Regions from separate parts of the Macaca mulatta genome. Here region 2 is linked to region 1. A link is a contact called in public Hi-C data. All regions are on one chromosome and are shown on one strand. Each heading gives the region's core, a stretch centred on a gene start, on an enhancer-like site or on the middle of the called end of the contact. The rest is flanking DNA. Distances are from core to core; before and after follow the strand shown.

The links. A called contact is a pair of places that touch in the nucleus more often than the background predicts.
Region 2: a contact with region 1 is called in a Hi-C map of fetal cortex germinal zone, with 2.2 times the contacts expected there. The contact joins the promoter of GPS2 here to the promoter of DVL2 in region 1. A contact is called at or near these places in 2 of 14 Hi-C or Micro-C datasets (cortical neurons and fetal cortex germinal zone).

What each region holds. Positions count from the first base shown.
Region 1 is chr16:8,719,164-8,722,528 of T2T-MMU8v2.0, reverse strand. It overlaps DVL2 (dishevelled segment polarity protein 2), which reads left to right and starts at 1,545. Exons shown (of 15, transcript NM_001194806.2): 1 at 1,545-2,023. The coding sequence starts at 1,830. It overlaps PHF23 (PHD finger protein 23), which reads left to right. Exons shown (of 5, transcript NM_001194348.2): 4 at 1-163; 5 at 255-1,063. The coding sequence ends at 469.
Region 2 is chr16:8,807,406-8,810,770 of T2T-MMU8v2.0, reverse strand. It overlaps GPS2 (G protein pathway suppressor 2), which reads left to right and starts at 1,646. Exons shown (of 11, transcript XM_028835958.2): 1 at 1,646-1,752; 2 at 1,894-2,056; 3 at 2,417-2,526; 4 at 2,611-2,723; 5 at 2,855-2,934; 6 at 3,026-3,108; 7 at 3,290-3,365. The coding sequence starts at 1,963. It overlaps NEURL4 (neuralized E3 ubiquitin protein ligase 4), which reads left to right. Exons shown (of 30, transcript XM_077970184.1): 30 at 683-1,378. The coding sequence ends at 887.

The DNA of each region.
Region 1 (3,365 bases), core at 296-2,795:
CCCGAGGCTCCTAGGCCCCCTGCCACAGTGCACCCTGAAGGAGTCCCTCCTACTGACAGTGAAAGCAAGGAGGTGGGCAGCACTGAAACAAGCCAAGATGGAGATGCCAGCTCCAGTGAAGGCGAGATGCGGGTCATGGATGAGGACATCATGGTAGAATCAGGTGAGAGGTTTGGGCTGGGGCGAGGGGTTTGAGGGTGTTGTGGATCCAACAACTGCTCAGGCAGAATACCAAACAAACCTTTTTTCCCCAGGTGATGACTCATGGGATCTGATCACGTGTTACTGTCGAAAGCCCTTTGCAGGGCGGCCCATGATTGAGTGCAGCCTGTGTGGGACGTGGATCCACCTCTCCTGTGCTAAGATTAAGAAGACCAACGTCCCTGACTTCTTTTATTGCCAGAAATGCAAGGAACTGAGGCCAGAGGCCCGGCGGTTAGGGGGGCCTCCCAAATCTGGAGAGCCCTGACGGCACCAACTTTAGCCTGGAACTTCCAAATGATAACATGATTTGGGAACTGAGCCTCAGGGTCCTCAGCCTACCCCCTGGAGCTTGGATACTGTCCGCACTTCAAGGCAGGAATTCCCAAGGGAGACTTGTTTGAAAATGAGTGTCTCACTTTCCTACCCTATCCGTCCTCCCCACTCTGAACTTGAAATTGAACCCATTACGGTTGCGGGTGGGAGGCTGTCTGTGTCTCTAGACACATAATCTCTGTCTCTTGGACCTGCCACCATCACTTTCTGGGTCAGGATTGGAATTGGGATGGAATGGGACAGTTGTCTATAAAACTCTAGTGTAAATATTAGCACTCCCCTCCCTCATCTTTTCTTCTATTTCACTCCCCATTTATTTTCTTCTACACCGGTTGTATTTTTAATTTTGGACTTCCCCTACTGGGCATGGCAGCTCAAAGGTGGAGTACTAGAGCCTGGCCAAGCAAGGAAGGAAAGCAGAAAGGTGACGATTCTCACTCACCTCTTTTTAATAATATTGGCCGCTGTTTGTACAGACAGCCTGCGTGTTGTGAATAAAGCAGAGTGGGCTCTTTTGTGTTTATAGCCCTCACTGTCCTGCTTGGGAGGGAGGCTTTGGTGGCTGAAGACTAGCTGGACGTGGTGCTGAAAGCCACCTCTCACAGTCCAGTCTGAAGATGGCACAGCACTGGGCCTCTCCCACCCCAAGATACTTGAGTAAGCCACCTCAGAGCTTTCATTGTATTTGGCCCTCCCCACTCGAGTCTAGGAACCCCCACAATCCCCACCTTCACTCCCTGCACGCACACTCCTGAGGGTCAGAGTTGCTTCGCGCTCCCGCCGGTGTGGGGTAAAGCCGGGTGGGAGCCGACTGTCCGCTTCCTGAGGGCACAGGCCAGCTTATCCTGGGTGCTCGGAGGACCTCGGCTGGGGTACACCTTTGGGGGCTGGGAGACCGTTGCCGAAGGCAGCGATCACGTGGCGGGGGCACTAGGAGGAGTCACGCGGTCACGTGACTGGGAGGGGTCACGTGACGGGGGCGGCTGAAGAGCGCGGGGTGGGCGGGCTTAGGTCACGTGACATGAGGAGAGGTGGGCGGGGACCTGGAGGACGCTCGCGTTGTCGGTGGCGGTGGCGCGCGGCGGCCGCTGAGACCGCGGCTTTGAGTCGCACCTCGCGGCCCGCCCCCCGCCGCCACCCTTGCCGACCCCTGCTTTTTTCCCTTTGCTTCTCTCCAGTACTGGGTCCGTCCTGTCCGCGCTCGCTCGTCGGTTTGCGGGTGTGCGCAGGCGCGGCAGGGGCCATTAGCCCCTTGGGTGGGCGGTGGAGCCCGGGAGCGCGCGGGCGAGACCATGGCGGGCAGCAGCGCTGGGGGCGGTGGGGTTGGGGAGACGAAGGTGATTTACCACCTGGATGAGGAAGAGACTCCATACCTGGTGAAGATCCCTGTCCCCGCCGAGCGCATCACCCTCGGCGATTTCAAGAGCGTCCTGCAGCGGCCCGCGGGCGCCAAGTACTTTTTCAAGTCTATGGATCAGGATTTCGGGTGAGCGCAAGGCCTAGATAGGACCGACGGGGGCTTTGCTAGAGTGGATTGGGCGACGTGGAGGGGCACACATCTACTTCGGGCCACACTAGGATTTTCTGGCCTGTGGTGGAGCAGATTGTACCATGCTGAGGTAGGTTGACTCTCCCAGGATGGACAAGGTTATGCTTGGATAGATTGAGGCACACGGGCAGACTAGGATATCCTAAACCAGATTAGAGACGATTAGGCTCTACTGGAATAGGTGGGGGCATACTGGTTTATTTTGGAGTGTTTTAGACTGTACTGAGTAAATTCATTTATCGTCTGGTCGTTTAGTACGTTCTCAGGAGTCCTGTAACGCCTGTAATCTCAGCACTTTGGGAGGCCGAGGCGGGCGGATCACGAAGTCAGGAAATCGAGACTATCCTGGCTAACACGGTGAAACCCCATCTGTACTAACTAAAAATACAAAAAAATTAGCCGGGCGTGGTGGCGGGCGCCTGTAGTCCCAGCTACTTGGGAGGCTGAAGCAGGGAGAATCGCTTGAACCTGGGAGGCGGAGGTTGCAGTGAGCCGAGATCGCGCCACTGCACTCCAGCCTGGACGACAGTGCAAGACTCCATCTCCAAAAAAAAAAAAACACCAAAAAACAAAACAAAACAAACTTGGGCCATTATGGACTCTACTGGGCTGTATTGGTTAATCCTGGTTTATCTTGGGGCAAGACATGGTTTTATTGGAGCACTCAGTATGGGGGCAGACAAGGCTGTTGGTGCCCATGCTAGTACAGGTAGCTGTATTGGGGTATTCTAGTCTATATTGGTGCAGACAGCTAGCTGCGTGTGGGGACATTGTAGGCTGTGCTAGAATAGATTGGGCTATCCTAGGGTAATTTGGACATTCAGGGCTATCTTGGACTAGATTGGCATGTAAATAATGCAGAGAAAGCCCTTTTGTGTTTATGGTCTTTGGGGCTGAGCCCTCTCTGGGTCCTCAACCTCTGCTTTTTTTTTTTTTTTTTTTTTTAAAGACAGAGTCTGCTCTGTCGCCCAGGCTGGAGTGCAGTGGCTGATTCTCGGTTCACTGCAAGCTCCGCCTCCCGGGTTCACGCCATTCTCCTGCCTCAGCCTCCCCACTAGCTGGGACTACAGGCACCCACCACCACACCTGGCTAATTTTTTGTATTTTTTTAGTAGAGACGGAGTTTCACCGTGTTAGCCAGGATGGTCTCGATCTACTGACCTCATGATCGGACCGCCTCGGCCTCCCAAAGTGATGGGATTACAGGCGTGAGCCACTGCGCCCAGCCCAACCTCTGCTTTTTTGAAGGCAGGCTGGATTAAGTTGAGATAGCATGGGT
Region 2 (3,365 bases), core at 397-2,896, 88 kb before region 1:
CGTAGGAAAGAGGGGGGCGAAGGAGACAGCAGTGTGGCTGGTGTGGGCATCGTAGGAAAGAGGGGGGCGAAGGAGACAGCAGTGTGGCTGGTGTGGGCATCGTAGGAAAGAGTGGGGCGAAGGAGACAGCAGTGTGGCTGGTGTGGGCATCGTAGGAAAGAGTGGGGCGAAGGAGACAGCAGTGTGGTTGGTGTGGGCATCGTAGGAAAGAGGGGGGCGAAGGAGACAGCAGTGTGGCTGGTGTGGGCATCGTAGGAAAGAGTGGGGCGAAGGAGACAGCAGTGTGGTTGGTGTGGGCATCGTAGGAAAGAGTGGGGCGAAGGAGACAGCAGTGTGGCTGGTGTGGGCATCGTAGGAAAGAGGGGGGCGAAGGAGACAGCAGTGTGGCTGGTGTGGGCATCGTAGGAAAGAGGGGGGCGAAGGAGACAGCAGTGTGGCTGGTGTGGGCATCGTAAGAAGGTGGGAGAGATTCGAGCAAAGGCTTGAAGAAGGAAGTGAAGGGTGTAGCTGAGCAGGCTTTGGGAGGAAGAACATTTCAGGTAGAAAGAACAGCTAGAGTGAAGCTCCTATAAGGCGGGAGTATTTCCTAGGTACAGCAAGGCTTGTGTGGTTGGAACAGACTTTGCAAGGGGGAGGTGATGGGGAGAGAAGCTTCACTCCCTTATTTTTTCCTGTTTGACAGATTCCGGGACCCCAAATCCCAGCGGACGCACCAGGCTCAGGTGGCGTTCCAGGTGTGTGTGCGCCCTGGCTCCTACACCCCGGGACCCCCTTCCGCTGCCCTTGGAGAACCTCCTGACCCTCACTTCAGTCCAGCCGAACTTGAGTGGGTCACTAAGGAGAAGGGGGCCACACTCCTCTATGCCCTGCTGGTACGGGTGGAATGAGGGGTGACACACAAATACTACAAGCACAGTCGGGCCTCGGGCCCATGGACTCTGGCGACTGCCTCCACCTCATTCCCGTGACTCGTGGCATGCGCAGGTGCTGGAGCTTGGCAGCCGCGCAGGAGCATGTAGGCAGGCTCTCAGATGTAGGTGGCAAGTGGCACAGCTCCATGTCTGGAGGCCCAGCACTCCGTCTGATGGGAGGAGCCGTGGGAGCCCAGCTCCAGGCCCTGGTACCCCTCTTCATGCACTGATTTGGGGAACATGACTCCCTTTTACTCCCCTTCCCCACATCACTTAATTTATTTCCGTTTTTGTTTCTGGTTACTGTGAATCCCAGAGGAGTCTCTCCCTGTGCCCACATGAAGCTGCTTTTTCCGGGGCCACCGGGCAGGAGTGGGGAAGGGTGGGCGCACGGAAGATGGGGGCCTCTGTACAGTTGTTACTGACTCTGATTTCTAAGGAGCCAATAAACACCGTCTCAGAGCCTCCGCCTCGGCCTCTCTCTCGCGCGCCCCTCCCCGGAGCCCGCGTCCCCTGGGGTGCCACCAGGTGGGCCCGCGAAATTAAAGAGAGCTGAGGATGCCAAGACCAGTTTACAGCCCTCGTCGCCCGCGTTCCCGGCTACGGGGTTTGGACGCCGCGGGCACCCGTCGCAGCGCGCTTCCGCTTTCTTTCACCCAACCCGTGAGGTCGGCCGCAGCCGTGACTCCGGAAGGACTTGGCCGGGCCGCCGGATGTGACGTACGGGCCAGGGCGCGCCGGAGCTGCTGAGAAAGCGCAGAGAAGGCGGGTAGGGAGGGCTGGCGTCCGGGCTGGCTGGGCAGGGAGCGGCAGCACCGAGTCGGGGATCCCGGCGCCGCCCGTGCGCGCGGTGGAGCGGGGGCTGCGGGCCCGGCCGGGTGGCGGGCTCCTGGGACACGTGACCGGGGCGGCTAGCGGGTCGGGCGGACGGGCTTCCGCCTGGGCCGGGCGCGGTCCCCTCTGAGCGCCCGCCTCCCCGCAGGCGCCGTCTGAGGTCTGGCAGTCAGAGACAGAGCCGGGCGCCCACGGCCCGAGCGCCCACGGCAGCACCATGCCCGCACTCCTGGAGCGCCCCAAGCTTTCCAACGCCATGGCCAGGGCGCTGCACCGGCACATTATGATGGAGCGGGAGCGCAAGCGGCAGGGTGAGCCGGGGCCATAGCGGGGGGACACACGGCCCAGAATGGCTCCTGTACCTCAGGGTTGGCCTCAACCCAGCGGCCAACCAGTGAGCCCGCTGCCGAGCGCAGAGGAGGGAAGGAATAGCCCCGTTGTGGTGGGATTTAAGCGTCCTGGTCCACGCTCCAGAACCCTTGAGACGGGAAGGACCTTGGAGAGCACCTGATAAAGCCTCTCCGTTCCCTATTGCAGCGATGGGGGAGCTTGTCCCCTCGAGGCAAAGAGCGCACAGGCGTGTTGGGATGACTGGGTTTTGCTGGTCTTCAATCTAACGTTGGAACTGTTTTCACTACCCTGCCTCTTCTTCATTCTGCCTGATTCTCCAGAGGAAGAAGAGGTGGATAAGATGATGGAACAGAAGATGAAGGAAGAACAGGAGAGAAGGAAGAAAAAGGAGATGGAAGAGAGAATGTCACTAGAGGAGACCAAGGAACAAGTAAGCAGTCCCTTGAACTCTCCCAGCTTTGATTTCTTCCCTTGACTCTCCCTGCCTTCATCTTCTCTTCCCACTCCCTCCCAGATTCTGAAGTTGGAGGAGAAGCTTTTGGCCCTACAGGAAGAGAAGCATCAGCTTTTCCTGCAGCTCAAGAAAGTTTTACATGAGGAAGAAAAACGGAGGCGAAAGGAACAGAGGTGGGATCAGAGTGCTAAAAACTGAAATGGGGGCCAAGTGGAACTGGGATCAAGTAATAAAAGAACTAGTGTTTAATGGCGAAAGAGAAGGCATCTGTCCTTAGCTTTGACCTGCCTTCCTCTCACTCCAGTGACCTGACCACCCTGACATCAGCTGCATACCAGCAGAGCCTGACTGTCCACACAGGAACTCATCTCCTCAGCATGCAGGGTGAGGACTAAAGAGACCACCTGATGGAACCGGCCTTCTTACAGGTTGCAGCCTCCCATTTCAGCATCATGAAGCCCTTCTCCCTTTCTAGGGAGCCCTGGAGGACACAATCGCCCAGGCACCCTCATGGCAGCTGACAGAGCCAAACAAATGTTTGGACCCCAAGTGCTTACGGTGAGAGTAGGATTGGATGCCCAGCCCCTACTGCTTCCATCCATGCATCCTTGCCACCAGTATTCAAGTCACAAACATATCAAGCACTTAAGTTTAGGGGGAAATGCGGCATACAGATATACACAAGTCACTGGGTTTCAGCTTTCAAGTTTATAGGCGAATTCTCATTCTCCCTCCTTAGACCCGGCACTATGTGGGCTCAGCAGCTGCTTTTGCGGGGACACCAGAGCATGGACAATTCCAAGGCAGTCCTGGTG